Regions from separate parts of the Mus musculus genome. Here regions 2 and 3 are each linked to region 1. The links are chromatin contacts, called in public HiChIP or PLAC-seq and promoter capture Hi-C maps. All regions are on one chromosome and are shown on one strand. The core of a region is the stretch at or near the end of the contact, and the rest is flanking DNA. Distances in the headings are between cores, read along the strand shown.

Region 1 (2,919 bases), core at 303-2,802:
TAAGACAGATATACTATCAATCAATCCGGTTCCATCGAGGAGATGCAACTGTGTGTACTGTGTGTCGTGTGTACCAGTGGGGCTGAGGGAGGCATCATAGGGTGCACCTGCAGGCTCAGATGGATTCAGACACTGGACAATAGAATCTAGCATGGCTTGCATTATGTATGTGCTTCACTGTTAACAGGGCTGAGCACGATGACTCAGCTTAGTCTTATAATGCCAGTTCTTGAGGGCTAAGGCTAGAAGATTGCTGTAAGTCTGAGACCATCTAAACCAGGCTATGCTACAGAATAAGACCGGTTTGTCTAATGGTGCCCAACGTCAGGAAATAGGTCAGTCTCTGCAGATGAGGAAAGTATCGGGAGCATGGGTATGAGAGGGTCTCCTTAAAACAGGAAGGGGTGTGTGTGTGTGCCCCATCGAGCTCAGCATAGGAAGCCATGCTGGCCTGGGTGGTCCTGGAGGGATGAAGAAAGTGATGTCTGTCTGTATCTTCTAAGTTTTGGGTCAGAGGTCTTCCTGTCTTCCAGCATGTGACATTCTCCTATGTTCAGTCACTGTCCTATGTTCAGTCAAAGCTTCTGATTGTCTGCTGTTTCAGCTGTAGGAACGCAACCCGAGGCAGCTCTGAATTCATCTCACAGTGAGCAAAACTTGCTGCATCATTAGGGACAAAAGACATGGTGCTGAGTGTGGACCACTGTGGACCTAAGTTCATGAGTGTGTTTCCCCTGTCTAGGGCACACTATCTAACACTGGGTGTCCTGAGCCTCTGGTTCATATAGTCTTTCCATCACTTCTTCCATTATACTTAGCCTTAGGTGTCTGGGTTACAATGCAGGTGTATCAGTTGGGGATGAGCAAAAGTACCTGCTGCCAAACCTCGTAAGCGGGGAATCTATCCCCACAGTTGCGAATTCTCAGCATTCTGATCAGTTGTGGAACTCTGATTGTCTTCATCTGTTGAAAAGGAAGTTCTTTGATGAGGGGTGAGAGCTGCACTTATCTGTGGATATAAGTTTTTAGAAAACAGAAATGATTTTGGCCTAGGAAACTGGCAGCAAATAAGTTCTTCTCCCGCAGGCCTCTGGCCTATCCATTGGCTATATTTATAGTACCGTTCATAACTCCTTCCTGTAGACCGTACAAATCCACAAACAACATGGTAATTGAAGAAAATCCCAAAGCAAATCCCATTAAAATCAGGAGACGGCATCCCACTATCCCCATTTCTTTTCAATGCGATGCAGAAACTCTAGAGCAGTCAGGTAAGGGAAGGAAATTCATGGGAAACACATAGGAAAAGAAGTCAAATGAAGGTACTCGCCTTCAATCCCAGCACTCTGCAGAAGCAGGCAGATCTCTGAGTTCAAGGCCAGCCTGGTCCACCAATGAGCGCGCTTCCCCAAGGGCTCTTTGCTAGCTTGGGAAAGCTGTGCAACCGCTAGTTTAGCTCCTGGCTGGGGGCGGGCCCCGCAAGGGGGCGTGGCACACCCGGAGTTGGGGGCGGGCTGGCACGTGTTGGGCGCGCAAGCGCTTGGTGCTACGGCTGACCTTAGAGGTGGCGGCCATGGGGCGCTCGAGTTGGCGGTTGGTGTTCGCGGCTGGTGCGGGTCTCGCGCTGGCCCTAGAGGCACTGCCGTGGCTGATGCGTTGGCTGCTGGCTGGGCGGCGGCCAAGGCGCGAGGTGCTCTTCTTCCCCTCACAGGTGACCTGCACCGAGGCTTTACTGCAGGCCCCAGGGTTGCCTCCCGGGCCCTCGGGCTGCCCGTGTAGCCTCCCCCACAGCGAGAGTTCACTGAGCCGCCTGCTGCGCGCGCTGTTGGCCGCCCGCTCCAGCTTGGAGCTCTGCCTCTTCGCCTTCTCCAGCCCGCAGCTGGGGCGTGCAGTGCAGCTGCTGCATCAGCGTGGGGTGCGCGTGCGGGTCATCACTGACTGCGACTACATGGCCCTCAACGGCTCTCAGATCGGCCTGCTGCGCAAGGCAGGTAAACCGCCGCCGAGGGTGCACACCGGCAGAGGGGTAGAGGACTTACTTGATGCCCCTACCGACTTTGTCCAGAGCAGGTAGCATTTCAGGGAGAAAGGTGGAGGCAGGCAGGCAGAGATGAGCGGGCCAAGGAGCCAAGGTTCATAGTCTGTTATATTCCGTGTCTGGGCTCCCCATGAGTAAGGTATGTGGCAATTCCCACCAGTTTCCACGCTCTGACCTTGACCTTAGAGGCGTGTGTGTTTAGACTTAATTTCTGTGATTGTTCTAGGCTGAGATGGCTGACATAAGTGAAGGCATGGAGGATAAAACTTAAGTCAGTTTAAACTCAGCCAACACTGAGAAACCCTTAGCGGCTGTGTGACCACAGCGGGAGTAGGAGTGACAGTGTTGATTAGTGAGTTTCCCACTAGACTCTGTGATCATTGGAAAGTGGACCCTACAGTGTGGCGAATACTTGCTTCTCAGCGATCACCTCTGGGCCCATAGGTATGTCTGGCCCGCCTACAGCTCAGCAGCAGGTGTGACAATATCCTCCCTTAGGCCTGTGGCCCTTGTTTGTTTTCCTTCAAGTGGTTGGCACTGGAGGAACACAAACTTTGACTGCTAGATCCCTTCATTACGCAGGAGTCAGTGCCCCCATGTCCCTCCCACACACCTGCCTAGCCTAATCGTTGTGCCCACAGTGGCTGACAGGCTAGGGGAGCCCTTGGGAGATGTCCAGGCTTTGTAGGGCTCTCGAGGCTTTTTATTTCCTCCACACGGCCTGTCTTCCCACATCCTGGGGATGGTGTAGCCTTGGAAACCAGGTCTGCTTCCAGATCCCTCATAGGGAAGGAAGAACACCGCAGCACTGACCTGTTGTGTATCACTCACGTGGGCAGCACAGAAGCACTCTGTCAGTCTGATAGCTGCCCCTGTCCCCT
Region 2 (2,738 bases), core at 106-2,605, 560 kb after region 1:
GGATATTAAATATCTACAAAGGCTGTTTAAAATTTTAACTGACACAAATAATTATTTACGGGGTACAGAGTGATGTTTTGAGCGGGACTACAATGTACAGTGGTCACATTACAATAAACAGAATGACTACCACCCTGTCTCCATTTTTTCATAATTTTAGCCTTTTTAGGTACAGAAAGGGAGTTTGGTTCTTGACTATTAGCCTGCGGTTTTCTGGACACCCCATCTCTTTGTCGACTTATCCATGAGGCTAAGACAGGCTTCTGGCATGGCTGGAATCACAGGTCTCAGGAGATGTCCTGCCATTTCTCCAGGGTTGGTGGCAGGCAGCGACACCCAAGGCTTTGTATAAACACTTGCTGTGTGTTGAGGGTGAGAGAGAACAGGCAAGCACCCCCATAGACGTTTACAGAAGCAGCATTTGAAAATGGAGCCCTGAGCGATGGAAAGGGATGTGTTAGGGTCAAGAAGGTGACTATTGCATCGAATCCTGCCAGGCTCAGCACCCACAACTCTGGGGAGAAAGCTCTGGAGGTCTCAACCCCCAAACACAGTGAGGATGCCCTGTACCCTGTGCCTGGACACAACAGTGGCTGAAGCAGGCCCTGGTAACAGAACTGTCTCCTGCTAACTCAATAGATAGGGCTCCAGGCTCAAAAGAATCTCCCAGGGCCCTCAACATCTCCTACCTGTGGGACTTCTCCCAACAGCACACGGGGTGGAAGAACTGGATAGGGAGGACAGAGCCTGGGCCTGATTCCTGCATCGATGGGGAGAGTTAACGGATTCCTCCTCACCTGCACCCTGAAGGAGGCCACCCCATCACTGCCTCTCAGGCAGTGCTATGCCCATGCAGGTGTCTGGTCCTCTCAGTCAGCTCTGAGCGTGCACACAGGTCCAAGACCAGTGTGGAGACATGGTGCTTGTCTGACATTTGGCCTGCGCCTCTTCCCACTTTGGCCATCTGTCGGTCACATCATTCTCTTCAATTCCAGGGCCCAGCTGGAATATCAGAGACCCTGGGGTACTGTGAGAAGGACATTACACCTCCTAGGGCTGACACGACCTTCCCACTCTGACCTTGGCGCTCTAGAACGCTTACTGGCCTCAACCCCCGCATCCGCGGAATGGGCTGGAATTCCGCAGGAAGGCGCGCGTGCGCACGCGCCGGCGGACACGGAACTCCATACACCACACCCTTGCTCGTTCTAGTGCCGGGAGCCAGAGTGCTAGCCCGGGACCCGATCCGGAAACAGAGCGACCTCGGCTCCGCCCCGTGAAGGCTACAAAGTGCAGACGCGCAAGCGCCATCCGTGTGGGGGCGGGGCCCTCTGCGTGCCCGCCCTCTTCCCCCGGCGTGCCCCGCGGCAGGCGCTGACGTGGCTGCCGTCAGCGCCGCCATCTTGTGGGAGCGAAACCAACGCCTGGCTGGGAGCAGCCGCCGCGGAGGTGAGACGCGGGGCGCGCTGAGGCCGAAACTGGGGAGGCCGCGGGCTGGTCATCGTGGGAGTCAAGGGGGCGCTCAGCTGCGGCTGCTAAGGACCGAGTCCGGTCGGGCGGCCTGAGGTCTATGCTCAGTGAGCTCGGCGGCAGGCCGGACAGAGGATCGGGACGCCCCGGAGTCCCGCGTCGCCCACGGCCGCTTGGCCCTCCCCCACTCCGCGGCCCTTACGCCTGCCTGGCCGCCCGCCGCGGGCCGCAGCCCGGAAGTCCGGCCAGGACGCCGGCTCTTCTCCAGGAAGCCAGGTTTCCTGCTGTTCCTCTCTGCGCCTCTCCTAGGCTCCACGGCCCGAGAGCCTGGGAGCGGGGAGCAGGGTTCGGGGGGTCACGGGGTTTTCCTTCTTAAAGGCTAGCCGGCCGCTTCAGATACGGCATGAACCGCGGGCTTGGGGAAACTGAGGCTCGGGTGGCCCCGAGACGACGTCAAGGTCACTCGGGTGGCGAGGTCTTCCTCTTCTGTCTCTCGAGTCCGGTTCCTGTCGGCCTGGAGGACCGAAGTTGTAGGAAGGGGGAAGGGAAAGGGACAGGTGTCGGACAGGGGCTCCGAACTGCGGATCCAGGTGCTGGGATTTAACACGCGCATTTGCGGATCTCGGGGGATACCAGAATACCCACTGTGATCCCCAATTAGCCGTGATTTGGGCCCCGAATATCGTCGGTGAGATCTGCATTGGGGTGCCGATGGCCCCCGGAGGGGTTTGAGCCTTGTTTCGCCTCTTGACCGGCTCCTTTATGCACTTTTGGGTGGATTAGAAAGGCCATTCTGAATTGGAGAATCTTTAACCTGCCCATGGAATAACCCGTTCCCGGCCTCTGAGCAGTCCGCAGGTACAGAGACCAGGTCCAGTACACAATTCTGGCTGTCCATTTAGGGTGGTCGTGCCATGTCAGTTTGTAGTGTAGGTAGCTACATATGTTGTATGGTCTAGCTACATAGAACAAATGCAAAATGCTAGGGATTCTGTTCACATCAAGAAGGAATTCTCCCATTCAAACAGCAACTGGCTGCTTTGTCAGGAAAGGAAGGGTCAGCTGCTCTTGGTCCCAGAAGTCATTGGAGAGCCCAGTAGTTGATGCCACAACCCATGTTGGAGTCTTCTGTTGTAGTTCTTGTTTCACAACTAGTGGTCAGCAGTTTTTCCTGCAGGCTGATTCTGGTGGTTTCTGCCGTGTCTGTCAGAAGACTAGTGAGGTGCCATGGTGCTTTGTGTGCTGGCCTCGTGTCTCTCCTCTGTCTT
Region 3 (2,936 bases), core at 344-2,843, 830 kb after region 1:
TCTACCTCCCCTCTGCCTCCTTGCCCTCCCCTGCTCCCCCATCCCTGGGCTTGGAGACATAATGGGCTTCAAAACTCTTCAGTTGCATACTTATATTATATGCACACCCTAGGAGTAATTTATGTATTTAACATTGGCATTAATGAGTGATTCCACTACAAAGGAGAGGTAAAGTTTTCTGTGTTAACCTCACAGGCTTATTCAGGCTATTCCCCTCAGCCCTCCACTAATGCAGTTCAGTTAACCATCTCGGGTTCCTCCCAGTTTGATTTCTGATCAAGCCGGTTAGTCTCCATGCCGGTCATCTCTGAACACCACCCTTTTTGTATGGCTCAGAAGTCATACAGTACTGGACAGTATGAAAAACCAAGGCTCAGAGAATTAAACTCCAGCGCAAAACATCCTTTTGATAAGAGAGGTTCCTATTGCTTACAACTCAGGTTGAGTCAAGACAACAGCTAGACTTTCGTACCCTACAGGAATCGTTTAAGACAGGATTCTCTGGATGTGTCCCCTGGAAATATGTAAGTTAACACTTTCCTGACTCTTTTGCTGCCGCCGTTAACAGATGGGCAAAATTAACTTTAATCAAAGGCAGTTCACTGGGCTTTCCATCAGGAGAAAGGCCAACTTTTCAAGTACAGGAATAGCTAGCCTTTTTAATACCAGGCATTATGAGCCTTAAAACACAAAACATAAGTAACTTGGTTACTGAGCAGATGCGTTTGGATACTATCAACTATGCAAACATAGCACGTTTACTGCCGGTAGGAGCTACCTTCACTTGGTAAAACCAGTCAGCAACACAACCATCATCTTGTAGTACAAGGGCTCAGGCCACTATACCTATCAAGGGAAGGCAGGTTAGAATAGGACGGAGCTGCAAGTCAAATAGCTCAATGGGCAAGGATTAGCTGCTAAGCCCTCTAGACTGATCTGGGGAGACACTTCGATTGCCGGCCACCTTGTCTTCACCTCCTGAGGAGACAGGACACCTAAGTCTACGTTACAGACACTTTTTCTGACTCTGTGGGTGGCTCTGAAAAGAGCCGTTGGGTTCATGAGCGGTGCCTGTGGGAGCCTAAGCCCGTTCTCCGCGGATGCGCCGAGCCAACTGGATGTCTTTGGGCATGATGGTCACCCGCTTGGCGTGGATAGCGCACAGGTTCGTGTCTTCGAACAGCCCCACGAGGTACGACTCGCAGGCCTCCTGCAGCGCCATCACCGCGGAGCTCTGGAAGCGCAGGTCGGTCTTGAAGTCCTGGGCGATCTCACGCACCAAGCGCTGGAATGGCAACTTGCGAATCAGCAGCTCGGTGGACTTCTGGTAGCGCCGGATCTCGCGCAGCGCCACCGTGCCAGGGTGGTAGCGGTGCGGCTTCTTCACGCCCCCGGTGGCCGGGGCGCTCTTGCGGGCCACCTTCGTGGCTAGCTGCTTGCGCGGAGCCTTGCCTCCCGTCGACTTCCGTGCCGTCTGCTTGGTGCGTGCCATCTTCCTGAATCGTCCGCCTCCCTTGCTCCTCAGGTGCACAATGTGGGGGGCGAGTAGCACTGCTTTTATAGACCCAGCTACATTCCTATTGGCTGCCCACCAGGTGGCATTATGGGATGCTGCACTCTGATTGGTCCATTGGGGGATTGACTTTACACCCTGCCTCTTATATTCTCTCTGAGTGGTGTGGACTCTGGAACTGTTAGTTGCGGCTCGGTAGGAGGGCAGCGGGGTCTGTGGAAAAAACTCAAGTCGCTTTCTTGGAGCTTTTATTGTTGTTGTTAAATAAAAAAACAAAACAATCTTGCCTCGACTCCCAAGACACAAAGAACCTTCTAGAACCTTTCTGCATGCTTCCTTTATATAACAACGAGGCATAGTTTTCCTGAGTTCTGGAATACTAAAAAAACATCCACCTGGTCTGAGGACGCCCCTGGGGGCGAGGGCTGGAGGTAGCTCAGCAGTTAAGCTTAATTCCAGGACTCGGGAGGCAAAGGATGGTGGATATCTGTGTGTTTGAGGTTAGCCAGGGCTACATAGTATTAACACTATTTTTTAAAAATAGGGAGGGGTAGAGATGGAAAAAAATAAAGAGAAAAACGAAAAGAAATTGTGTCGTTTGCTGGAACAATGGAAAGAACTCAAGATCACAGTGTTAAGTAAGCTGGATCCAGGCAGGAAGAAAAGCATGGCATGGGTTCTCTAGCATGTGGAAGCTAGATTAAAAAAAAAAAAAAAAAAAAAGCATAAAAATGGGGTCGGGGTGGTATTTATAGAGAGAAAGGGACCAGAGGGAAGAGGAAAAAAAGGGGAGAGCTGGTGTGTGTGTGTGTGTGTGTGTGTGTGTGTGTGTGTGTGTGTGTGTGAAGTTATCAAAATGAAACCCATTACTAAGCACAGTTAACGTACGTTAATTAAAAAAAAAAAAAAACTAGAAGATATGACTCAAAGAACAGTAGTCCATGCTTATAACTTCAGTACTCGGTAGCTGAATCAGAAGGATAATAATTTTGAGGCTTAGAGTACACTGAAATGACGCTTTATCAAACAAAATAAAACATCTTTAGATCTGAAAGAAAATTAGGAAAAAAAAAAAAAAAAGGATTTCTGAAGCAAAGGCTTTCAAGGATAACATGGGCTGTATTCAAGGATTCCCCCAAAGGTCACAATCAGGGTATCAAACAATAGTAATAATGATTATTTAGATCACGTCAGAGGATGAGAAATGTCGTCCACATAATTTCAAAAAACGTGAGTCCAGAAAAGGATAGAAATCAAACTGTGGTGCATCTTTACGGATTTGGTTAAAAAATAGAACTCACTGACAATCATGGTGTTTTGCTTCCAAACGTGTATGTGTAGTTTAAACTGACGCCGGTGAACGCCAAAGCGGGGAATCCCGAGCCCGTGCCTGCGGTGTGCGGTCGCGGGTAGGCGCTACGCC

What was found. Promoter capture Hi-C pulls out the DNA fragments that hold promoters and counts their contacts. HiChIP or PLAC-seq counts read pairs in DNA pulled down with a chosen protein or histone mark.
Region 2: a contact with region 1 is called in an H3K27ac HiChIP or PLAC-seq map of epiblast stem cells, with 3 times the contacts expected there. The contact joins the promoter of Arf1 here to the promoter of Pld6 in region 1. A contact is called at or near these places in 6 of 39 promoter capture datasets (the 3T3-L1 cell line, cranial neural crest, hippocampal neurons and 2 more) and 3 of 115 datasets of contacts at active chromatin or transcription factors (embryonic forebrain, epiblast stem cells and extraembryonic endoderm stem cells).
Region 3: a promoter capture Hi-C map of liver shows a contact between it and region 1, with 3 times the contacts expected there. The contact joins the promoter of H3f4 here to the promoter of Pld6 in region 1. A contact is called at or near these places in 2 of 39 promoter capture datasets (liver and pre-B cells).

Annotation. Positions count from the first base shown.
Region 1 is chr11:59,786,290-59,789,208 of GRCm38.p6, reverse strand. Pld6 (phospholipase D family, member 6) reads left to right here and starts at 1,552. Exons shown (of 2, transcript NM_001290283.1): 1 at 1,552-1,991. The coding sequence starts at 1,574.
Region 2 is chr11:59,226,884-59,229,621 of GRCm38.p6, reverse strand. It overlaps Arf1 (ADP-ribosylation factor 1), which reads left to right and starts at 1,355. Exons shown (of 5, transcript NM_007476.3): 1 at 1,355-1,449.
Region 3 is chr11:58,960,368-58,963,303 of GRCm38.p6, reverse strand. It overlaps H3f4 (H3.4 histone), which reads right to left and starts at 1,593. Exons shown (of 1, transcript NM_001318003.2): 1 at 1,031-1,593. The coding sequence starts at 1,492. The coding sequence ends at 1,082. It also overlaps a transcript of Trim17 not described here.